Linked DNA regions of Danio rerio: region 1 is linked to region 2. Evidence: chromatin contacts called from public Micro-C data. All regions are on one chromosome and are shown on one strand. The core of a region is the stretch at or near the end of the contact, and the rest is flanking DNA. Distances in the headings are between cores, read along the strand shown. Region 1 holds the start of smurf2 (SMAD specific E3 ubiquitin protein ligase 2). Region 2 overlaps mgat3a (beta-1,4-mannosyl-glycoprotein 4-beta-N-acetylglucosaminyltransferase a).

Evidence for each region. Hi-C and Micro-C count contacts between places; a contact is called where the count stands out from the background.
Region 1: a Micro-C map of caudal fin shows a contact between it and region 2, with 2.4 times the contacts expected there. The contact joins the promoter of smurf2 here to the enhancer-like site in region 2. A contact is called at or near these places in 2 of 18 Hi-C or Micro-C datasets (caudal fin and an unstated tissue).

What each region holds. Positions count from the first base shown.
Region 1 is chr3:24,110,111-24,115,920 of GRCz12tu, reverse strand. It overlaps smurf2 (SMAD specific E3 ubiquitin protein ligase 2), which reads left to right and starts at 2,433. Exons shown (of 20, transcript NM_001114426.1): 1 at 2,433-2,622. The coding sequence starts at 2,571. It overlaps kpna2 (karyopherin alpha 2 (RAG cohort 1, importin alpha 1)), which reads left to right. Exons shown (of 11, transcript NM_001002335.1): 7 at 1-43; 8 at 131-364; 9 at 453-635; 10 at 1,404-1,553; 11 at 1,780-2,010. The coding sequence ends at 1,869.
Region 2 is chr3:23,975,287-23,981,081 of GRCz12tu, reverse strand. mgat3a (beta-1,4-mannosyl-glycoprotein 4-beta-N-acetylglucosaminyltransferase a) reads left to right here. Exons shown (of 3, transcript NM_001020649.2): 3 at 1-1,861. Among named protein-coding and RNA genes, the nearest start is that of c1qtnf6a, 17 kb to the right of the region's middle. Within about 2 kb of position 3,056, at least 3 of the 62 cell types and tissues checked have an H3K27ac peak or open chromatin away from gene starts, as enhancers often do. A contact at or near this core is called in caudal fin, where this site is marked.

The sequences.
Region 1 (5,810 bases), core at 1,184-3,683, 140 kb before region 2:
TCGACTGGTGCAGCTACTGGCATCTGGGGAGCTGTCCATTGTGGTAAGTTGGTGGAAAGTAGTGAACTCTTGAGTTATACGTTTAAAATGGTAAATTTAATAATAACTTTTTTATTTTTTCCTGCCACAGACCCCCTCACTACGTTCTATTGGTAACATTGTCACTGGCACAGATGAACAAACGCAGGCTGTGCTGGAGGCTGGTGCTCTTCCCATGTTCCCAGCTCTGTTGCGCCACCAAAAGAGCAACATTCAGAAGGAGGCGTCCTGGACTCTCTCCAACATCACGGCTGGCAGAGACTATCAGATTCAGGAGGTCATCAATGCTGGCATTGTGCCGTACCTGGTGGAAGTTCTCAGACGAGTATGTCACCACATGAACACAATACAATACTTGTTCATGAAGTTAATTTATTTTCAACTTAATTTTTTCTCTCTCTTGCCTCATGCAGGGTGATTACAAGACCCAGAAGGAGGCTGTTTGGGCAGTGACCAATTATACCAGCGGGGGCACAGTAGAGCAAGTGGTTTACCTAGTTCAAGCCAACGTATTGGAGCCCTTGTTGAACCTGCTCTCCACTAAGGACAGCAAAACTATTCTGGTCATCTTAGATGCCATCACAAATATCTTTTTGGTATGAGTCAATTTTAAGTTGAGGGTAAATGAGTTTTATTGATCTTATTGAAACCAAGTATAGATGATTTTCATCTCGACTGCTACATCTCAAAATAAGGAGTGAATCAGATTTTATTAAATTTTTCTCTAAGAAGTTTGTCACATGTTGCCACTTGTGTGTTCAGTAGCTCTTCTGTCATGTGTGCATTTACAGACCAATTTATTTGCCCTCCTGTGAATTTTATTTATTTTTTAAAATATTTTCTAAGTGATGTTTAACAGACAAGGGCATATTTTTTATTTTTTAAATGCATCCTACTGAGGAAAAAATATAAAGGGAAGTCTTGTTTCTTTTAGTTTGACTGGAATAACAAAAAATACAATTAAACTGTTAACTGGTGAGGTTGATGTAATTGGCCCGACTACTCTAAATCTCTGGATGCTAATCTTGCAAAATGACTAGTGATAATGATGTTTTGTTCTGATATTTAGTTACAATATTATTTGGTATAATCCCCTCTGACCCACACACAGTTATGACTCACTTTGGCTTCGTTATTTCAGATTGACTGAAAGAACTGATTAATCCAATTTTCTAGTCGCATAAATTAAGGAAACATCACAAACTTTCTGTCTGTGCATTTAAAGTTTTACTTAGTAAATGCATTTACTTTGTAGTCTGAGCACATTATTTTTATTCCAATAGTCCATTAATGCAAATAGGTAGATCTGGAACATGACATTATTTTGTTGTTCCTCTGTTAATATAACTTTGTTTTGTTTTTAGGCTGGAGAGAAGATTGGTGAGGTTGAAAAGCTGTGTTTGATGATTGAGGAGTGTGGTGGCCTGGACAAAATCGAAGCTTTGCAGTCTCATGAAAATGAAATGGTTTACAAGGCCTCCCTCAACTTAATTGAAAAATATTTCTCTGGAGAGGTGGGTTGATCAAATTTTGAATCTCTAGTTGCGCATTATGCATTCTTTTTTTGTGTGTGTAGAGTTTTATCAGTCTGCATATTAAAACTCTGAATTATTATACATTCCACAGACGGGATGGGGGGGGGGGGGGGGGGGTAATCTCAACTTTGAAGTTTAGTTTTATCTTTTGCTTTTAATTCTTTCAAGAACTGCTTTTCCTAAATCCCTGATTTCTGTCTTGCAGGAGGAAGAGGATGAATGTGTCGCACCTGAAGCTACAGATGATGGTTATGCATTCCAGATCAACGAAAACCAAAGCACTTTCAACTTCTAAATGTCTGACCTGTGAAATACTTTTGTATGATTGTTCCGATCATTTCTGCACGCCACTTATCTTGTTCATGTTTGTCTCTGTTTGGACCTCGTGCTCCAAGTTGTACATATGAATCTGTCAGTTTTAATTGTTGCAAATAAACCAACCGAAAAAGAACCAAAGTTGTTTTCTTCTATATTCAAGACATGGACTAAATAAAATATGAATAAACAATAAAGAGGAAAGACTGATGTTAACCGCCAAGTGAAATAAGTGTATATCCTACAGCACTATGAATATCAAGTAGGTCTGATGTCACAGTCTGGGCGGTTTAAGCGGCTCCACAGACACCTTGCAAACCACATTTCCTCAAATCGGTCGCCCATAAGCGATACAACTTTTCCCTCAAGGTCTTGGAATGGCAGTAGACGCCGAAAGCTGTTTGTTCGTGGAAAATATGTTAAACTTCGGGAGGTCTCTGTAAGCGGATCTTTTGAGGGGACGTCGTGGATTTACTTTCACAGACGGTAGAAATACGAGGAGCGCGTTAAAGCGTGTGTATGTATGCAGACATGGCAGGGCTGTGCACATCCGGGCCACAGGACCGTGACTCCATTATTTTCTGTTCACTGTGAAACTGGCGTTGAGGGGAACCAAAAAGCAACTCTGTAACACATTCGACCCGTTTTTTGTAGTAGTCAGCCTGGATAAGGGTCAAGGACATGTCTAATCAAGGAGTTAGAAGGAATGGACCCGTTAAGTTGCGTTTAACAGGTAAGGAATATGCGACATCGTACAGTTTCATCTGAAACTGGCTAGCTGGCTAACAGCTATTGCTGTAAGTCATTGTAGTTTTCTGCCTTTTACCGTGAACCTTCGCTTTGAAGAGCTCTGCGAGTGTGTTTATTTGTCAGATTATATGTTTTGGGTTATGGTGATAGTATGACTGAAACTGGCGTTTTGTTGCAGCGTTGCGTTCTTTAGCAGGTTGGACAACGTCATAATGGAGCCTCAATGGAGCGCGAACGCAACAATTACATTTCTTTAGCTTCAATTGTTTACATTCTTTTGGTTGCGTTGTGATTATCGTTTAAATACGCGCAGCTGCTGATGTGGACGATTGGCTTCGCGAAGAATACGGCTTATTGGCATGAATTGAATTCTTAAGCTTGCTTTATGTAGCCCGTTGCCCCAAATGCAAAATGTAAGAAATCACGTTGCTTCAGTCACTGCAATGCTAATCTGCGAGTGTTTATCTCAATTGTGTTTGAAAATGTTTGCACCAATTAGTACTGTAGACTACACTAAATACTACTAACTAGTGAGAATGGATATTACACGTTGCTTTATTAGATGGAAGAGTGCGGCAGAACATGCGTTAATATAGTATTTACCATAGAAAAGTTACACTGTTAAATGTTTATATATATATATATATATATATATATATATATATATATATATATATATATATATATATATATGCATCTGTATGTATATTTGTTACAACAACTTAGCAATAACTATTAATAACAGTCTACTGATTAATGCATGCGTTTAAAGCACGAGTTTGGTTTTTTCAAATTTCATAGTTAACATATTTTTCAGTTGTTTAGTATTATAATTATCCACATGCTTTTATTCGTAATGTTCTTGAACAGACTTTAGCTATTGTCTAAAAGTATTAAAAATAAATGTAAAAATTCTTACATATTCATTATCTGAAACAAAAAAATTACTTGTTTTATAAATTATACAAATCTTCACAATATAGGCAAACTACTACTCGTATACACTTTATCAGTGTGATTTGACTAACAGTAGAAAGACATACTATGATTTATGTTTATGTTAGCTATATATATTTTACAAATATTTCTTTTGTTCACCTGCATGCTAAGTTTAACATGATTTGAAATGCTATTTTATCTGACTTAAATGATTTTATTTTAGCTACACTGAATGGCTGTTACTTTAAAAGATGAGCAATTTATGCAAACATAAAGTAAGTTGTGTTTCCTGTGAGCGCTGCTGTTTCCTGTTAACCTCTCGGTTATGTTGGCCATTGTGCTTTAAGGACCCACCAATTGGCGACGAGACCCAACATTAAAGAACCAAAAAATGTAAATTGAATCAGTTCACGATTATCTAGCCGTCTGCATAAAAGTGTCTGTTCATGACCTCAGGGAATGCATTCCACAATGAAGTGGACTGTGCAGTGAAATCAACCTCCAAGTATGCAGCAGGATGTTGTAGTATTCATCATGACCCAGCACTGTGGTTGTGGGAGGAAGCTGCAGTCTGAGACACTTGAAGATTTGTCTGTGGGGCTCTTGAGATGTCTGGCTCGTGCATACAGAAAGAGCTCATTTTCCTCCCTGGTTGCTGTTGCACCCTTAAATGAGCTATTTTCACTTCGCCGTGGGTTGGAAAGAGGATAAAACTTTTACAATGACTGACCTGCTGTCATCTCTCAGCTTCTTACCAGTTTTCAGTGCTGCACTATATTGGAGATTAGCCTAGTTGCACTACAATGCAACCTTTTTTTCTAATTAAGACATCTTCTTTGGTTAAAACATTTAAATGCTAAAGCTCGTGTTTTAGTAGGATTATGACTTTAGAGTGGCTGATGCATATTTTTGAAGTATGTTAATGTGAATTTCATAAGCCATGCCAAACATTCTGATTTGCTTTGGAAAAGTTATTTTTAGTTTCTTACTTAAAAGTAAGAAATTAAGGTTGATCAGTGTAAATCATTGTAATACTGTTAGCACCAGACTTTGACTGATTTTTATTTACATTTAAATGTAAATGTACAATTTACATTTAGGATCATGGCGCTTAACAGGGTCTTAAGCGTTTTCAAAGAGCTTAGTTTTCGCAGGACAAAGATGCCAAATGTAACCACAACAAAACTTATGTGCAGGACACATGTGCAATCTGGCAGCCCGAAGTCCCAGGGCTATTGTTTTTTCAGTCGGGCTACCAAAATCTACACCGTGCATGGTTTAGATAGATTTTGGTTGTTTGTATTTCAAAGAAACCAAGTGAAACCACAACAAAAATCTGGTGGCGCAAAGTTCCAGGGCTATTGTTTTTTCAGTCTGGCTACCAAAATCTATCTAGATTATGCCCAGTGTAGATTTGGTAGCCCAAAGTCCTGGGGCTCTTGTTTTGTTGCTTTAAATTAAAAGATATCCTCACTAATGGGTGGGGCCTTCCCCCTCTGATGACATGTACAAAGGGAAGTTTTTATAAAGTGTGATTATAAAAAATAGAATTAATTAATTTTCACCTTTAGAAGCTAGCTATATTCCCACACTGTTGCCACAAAACTATTAAATCCCTTTTAAAAAGGATCTTTAAGTTCAACTTGGCAAGTTTATTACTACTCTTGAAACAAATTCAAAACAAACAATTCCAAACAAACCTTTGTCCTGTTAGTCATTATTTACTCAAAGTCCTGTTTAATCGCCGTCTAAGAATGGAAAATAAAAGATTGGACATTCTTCTATAGATGGTTCAAATTATTAAAATTATTTAATTCTTCAAAGATCCACAATGCACAGTAAAACAAGGAGCATTGATGCACTCTCTCTCTCTCTCTTCTTTTAAAGTGCTAAGCATAAACCTCCTGTTGTTTTTAAATATCATTAGTAACATTGTACAAGGTCATGTTGCCAGATATAGGCAGCATTGTCCCATTGTGTAATGAGTGGTCCTTTTAAGTGCTTTAATATGTGTATACTCACAATCAAGGAAACTGATTGAGGCGCACATAGTCAAGTGCACTTTAGCTAGTTCATTTTTGTTTACCAAACCATGTTTAGGATGAAGAAAATCTCATGCTTTCTGACCCTGTCTCAGTCTTGTTATTGCTAGTAGATGACAACATTTCTGCAGTGATCCTCTAGGTCACCTTTATTTGGTTTGAGCGGTTTCAATACAAACAGCTAAACAAA
Region 2 (5,795 bases), core at 1,807-4,306:
GATGACCTTGGAAAAAATATCATGGTGTCACAGTATGTAGATAACTGGTCTAAAATATATACTTTTTAAATGTCTTGGTAAAAAACTTTTTTCCCTATTGAAAATAATATATTTTATTTTGAGAAACATTTATAATATTTTGTAACATGTCAGGCTAAATAATTGAAATGAATCATTGACTTCTACTGTCTTCATTAGTTTCAAAAACAGATTTTTTTTACTATTTAAAATGAAAACTTTGGAGATCTTTTCTGCTGAAGATACTGCTGTGTAAAAAAAAACTCTTACACATAACTTAGGAAAAGTATAACAGAAAATTTTGACCGTTTTGAAACCTTGACTCTTCCAAAACGTGGTCTATCTTGAATTCGGTTATTATCCCATGCCTACTTACAACTATGGTACTAGATTTAATCTGATAGCTCTCCTATTTGCTGTTTTTGTCTCGTAACTTTTATTATATAACAACAACAAGCTTGAGTTATGGTGTCATTATGGTCATGATTTTTGCAAACATGACTAAGACTTACTTGAGTCTAAGGTACACAACGCTTAAACATTTGCTTAGGATTTATTTTGCACTGTTAACTATTATGAAATGGACTATAAAAACAATACAAGCCCATGTTGATATTGGATATCCTCAGTGTTATTCTAATAAAGCACAAAGACAAATTCCATGCTTAAAACTATTAATCAGAAAAAGACTGGAGAAGCTCTGTGAAGGCTATGTGTTCAACGGATGCTATGCTAACAAACGCAAAAATATTTAGCTATGCTTTGGGCTTAAGCAGAGTTTAATTAAAAAATTAAAATTTCTTCATTTACTTACACTTGAGCGGTTATAAATGTTTAGGAAATTTTTAGGAACTTTTCTCTGTTAAACACTAAACTAAGCTAAACTTCTACTTTTCTGAAGAATGTTGACAAATAGCAGCTTTTCTTTTGGAGATTCTTCAGTGTTCAACGTTTAACAGAAAAAAAGGAACTTAAATAAGTTTTCATCTGGTTCGGACCAAGTGAAGAATGACAGAATTTTCATTTTTGGTTGAACTGTGCCTAGTATTTAGTGATTGGTGGTGAACAATGAAGGGCACCTCAAGTTGTTGTGCTTCATGACCCAATGATTAAAGCCATGCAGATATAATAACAAGGAAAATCAACATATTTGAAATTTAAATGTATGACTTTCTCAAGACTATGCAAAAGGATTTAGGCACTTTGTGACTAATATGATTTTTTTATATATATTTAAAAAAACGAGAAAGAAAAAAACTGTGTTCTTCACCAGGTTTCACTCCTATTACCATAAAATCTCCATAACTTAAAGGGACTTGATGGTTTGATACGAAAGCTATATCCTTATAGATATTTATTGGTTCCATAAACTGGTGGTTTATGTTTTTATAATGCAAATCTGCCTGGAATATTTGTTATGTCAGGACTGACTTGTTTGGAACATTATTTGCATGATATTGTAATTAGAAAATGTGGTGACAAACAAATGAAAAGGTCTAAAAAATAGACACCGCAGTCTGTGTTTTTAAACTAAACAAGGTGTATAAACTGCTACTTTAGTGAAAAAATGCATCACTTACTGTTGTCTTACGATATTTATCCAGGAGCATAACTGGAGTATAACAAACTTGTTATACTTCAAAGAACACGCTTCCCTTGGAAATGTGCATTTTACAAGTCTGCTAGACTTTTTTTTTTTTTTTTATCAATTGCTTGTTCTGGCTGGGTCACATTAAGCTTAGCTTAGCATACTGAATTAAATCAGATCTGACTGTTTGTATTTTGCTCAAATATATCCTAAAGGTGTTTTGAGAATTTTCCTGTTTACAGCTTGAGTTTTCTGTTATTATTATTATTATTATTATTATTAATAATAATAATAATAATAATGAATTGTTGAATTGAATTGTTAATTGTTGAGTTGAATTGTTATTGGTAAAATCTGATTCAATTCATTATGCTAAGCTATAAGTGACCTCGTCAAAACAAGAAATTGGTTAAATTGATTCAAAAATGGTTCAAATCTACTGTTTGACTAGTAGAATTGTAAAATCTTGTTTCCTAATGATAAAACTTGTAAGATTTGTGCTAAAAACACAGCCATATCACCCTGCAGCTCACTAAAGCTAAGCAGGGTTGAGCCTGGTCAGTTCCTGGATGGGAGACCACATGGGAAAACAAGGTTTCTGTTAGAAGTGGTGTTAGAGAGACTATAGCAAGGGGTGGCCTATGCCTATGATCTGTGTGAGTCCAAATGCCACAGTAAAGTGAAGGGGACACTATACTGTCAGTGGGCTCTTAAACCAAAAACCAAGGTCCTGACTCTCTGTGGTCATAAAAAATACTATGGCACTTCTCGTAAAGAGTAGGGGTGTAACTTCAGTGTCCTGGACGAATTTCCTTCACCAGCCTTTACCGGTCATGGCCTCCCAATCATCCCTATCCACCAAATTGGCTATATCAATGTCTTTCCACTCTACCAATAGCTGGTGTGTGGTTAGCACACTGGCGCCGTTGTCCTGTGGCTGCTGTTGCATCATCCGAGTGGATGCTGCACACTGTTGGTGGTGTGGAGAGACCCCCCTCATGATTGTGAAGCGCTTTCAGTGTATGTCTACACACAATAAATGCCCTATATTAATACATATTACATTATATATAAACACACATTAAAAAAAGATAAATGATGTCTTGTTTCTACCTTTTTTACTAGATGATAAACACAAGACACGGAATTAAGTATTGGACATATATAAATGTTTTTAACTCCATAAAGGACAATACTGTGCCTGTAATGCCACTTTCACAGTCCGCTGAACTATGATGGCCTGTCACAGCATGTAAAGATGTAAGATCTATACTGATGGTGCTCATGTTTCAAGGCTTTCACTGGGTCCGTCATGCTCTGTGTGCTTGAATGCAGATATGTTCGGCTTTCAGACATCAGGATCTCTGATGTGGGTCTTGTAGATGAGCGTTGAAACCGGAACTCTTTAGTCAGGAAGTTAGCAAGAGCCTGTTTGTGTGTCAGCGAAGTTAGCAGCAAAAGGAAAGAAGTTATAAGATAACATACATTCATAGTCAAATATATAAATAGGAAGTAGTATCAAGTAGGACACTCAAAAAAGCTTTCAAGCCTTCAATGTTAAGGGAATTAAGCATGAATATGTCATATTTTAAGCTTGCTGATGTAGTGGGTGCTGTAACCCAATCAAGTTACTTTAGACTCATTGTATACTTTTTTTGTAGAAGTAGTTCATACTCTCTGGTGATCAAACCCATGACTTTGGTGATGTTTGAAACTTTTCCTTTTATTAAATTAAATATATTTAACCTTCATCTTGATAATTCTGGTCATTGTGGCCAGAGAAAAAGTGTTCACATAGCCTAGGCTACAGTCAACATTTGAAGTGGATCAAAACCTTTCACCAAAGCTATCCTAAAACAGACTTTTGTCCCAAAGACTACTGTTTTATGTAGTCTATAATAGATTTTCTGTCGAACAAATAAATGAAAAACATACTAATTTTAAACTTTGGTTGGCTATAAATATGTAAATAAATGTTTATTTGTTCCACAGATAATCTGTGTTGAGTTTTGTGGCCCCCTCTAGCGGAAGAATCTATGAAGTGCAAGTTTAAATGATTTATTTTCTTCACATAATATGTTTGAATATTCACGAAAAAATTGCTGAAATTGTCTTATTTTCTACATATAAACAAATATCAGATGTTTCGATGTAAAAACGTCTCCAAAAATGTATAGGCTATAGAAATTAGCTATGTGCACAGCTAGTTTTTTTCAGCCTTTGATGAACTTTAAAAAACTTTAAGTGATTATTTTCAATTTCATACGGTTTCTTTTACAGCATTGATGTTGTAATGTAATTCACATATAATCAGTTGCATATACTTGAGCATCTATTTGGCTGTTAAAGCGTAAAAAGAAACGAAAGACCATTTAAATGCATGCGCCCTCATTAGCAACAGGCTAGCACAGAAATTCCATTGAAAATACTGAGGTAAAATTGGTTTCTATATTTTAAAGACATGGCGGCTCAAAAATATAATTCAATGCAGTGCTTCTTGTTTAGCCTGATACCCACTTTATATCGTATTTCAGCCAAGCAGTGAATATCATTGATTTTTATAGAAATCAGATCTTAAACGCAGTGATTTAGTATGGGATGATAATGCACCGGAAGCCCTGAGGCTGGCTGACTGAAATGAAAAGTCTGTATGCATATACCCCATTAACTCACTAGTCTTTCTAGGAGTCCTTTTGACCTGTGACAGACACTTTAGAATCCAGAAGGCAGGATGAAGGTTACAAACAACTCACTAAACATTGGGTCAGTTCATGTGTAAAAACAAAGCCTTTTTTCGATCCAAGCCTGAGAAAGGAATTGTTTCCTAACGTGCCAGAAACATTAAAAGGTTTATACTGGATTGTGCTGGATTGTGACCAGCTCTAGTTGCTCAGTCGCTGGGTGGGTGGTTTCTTTCTATGGGATCATAAGGCAACAGTGTGTCTGTTCATTCGAAACCCTCACAGGACTAGAGAGACGAAATCAAATCTCAGCTGCTTTGTCTTATTCTACATTTTATGTGACAGACATGAACCTTGTAACCTGCCCAGTTATGAGAATCACAGAGTGGTTTCCTGATTTTTACTAAGCACATAGTTGTTTTGTACAGGAATTCTTTAGTTTACAATTAGTTTTGTGCACATTTTTCTTTTAAATCCTTTTGTATCATGTTTGATTATAGATGTGTTGTTGCTGAACTGCTTGTTTTATGCTTTGTCATGTGGTTTTTATATGACTACAGAGAAATGAATCGTTTACATAATATGTGAGAAATATGTTTTTGCAGGGCCAATGTGCTAAACTGTTGCACTATTGCAAAACTCCTTTAGAGAAATTAAAAGCCATAATCTTTACAACAGAATGCTGATGATCAGTAGGTCAGATGCTTGACTGTACCAGCTCATCAAATACAACAGTTTAATATATGTTTGAGTGTTACTCAATTATGATTGTTTTATGCTTTAATGATTGCCATGCAATTGATGATATTTGAATTTTAATTAAACTAATGCAATGAGACAGGTCTTTTTCTGTTTATGGGGTTTCACGGGAATGTGGTTCCTTTTACTCGACTAAGAAATATTTTTCAGAGGAGAAATGAATCATTGCTTTTACATATAATTCATGTAGAAAGTGAATTGTTTTTAGAATTATGTATTTATTGAGAAAAATAAAATCAGACTTTTTCTTCTTTGCAAGTCATGTTTTCTATAAGCATCATTCCAAAATTATTATTAATCTCTGGTATTGCAATTATGATGCTATGAACTATTTTCATTCACCGCTAGAGGGTGTAAGATTAGCAGTGTTCATTTTCTCTGCACATCAATTAGCCTGGATTGAGGGAACTGTTCACTCCAAAAAACAAAAACGCATAAATGTAATTATTATGATGATAATAATAAAATAAATCAAGAAGTAAAGCTGTAGAGGCATCAATCATTTATTTTCCTTTTGGCTTAGTTAATTTATTAATCAGGGGTCGCCACAGCGGAATGAACCGCCAACTTATCCAACATACGTTTAATGCAGCAGATGCCCTTCCAGCAGCAACCTAACACTGGGAAACACCCATACACTTTTACACACATACACTACAGCCAATTTAGCTTACTAAATTCACCTATAGTGCATGTCTTTGGACTGTGGGGGAAACCAGAGCTCCTGGAGGAAATCCATGCCAACATGG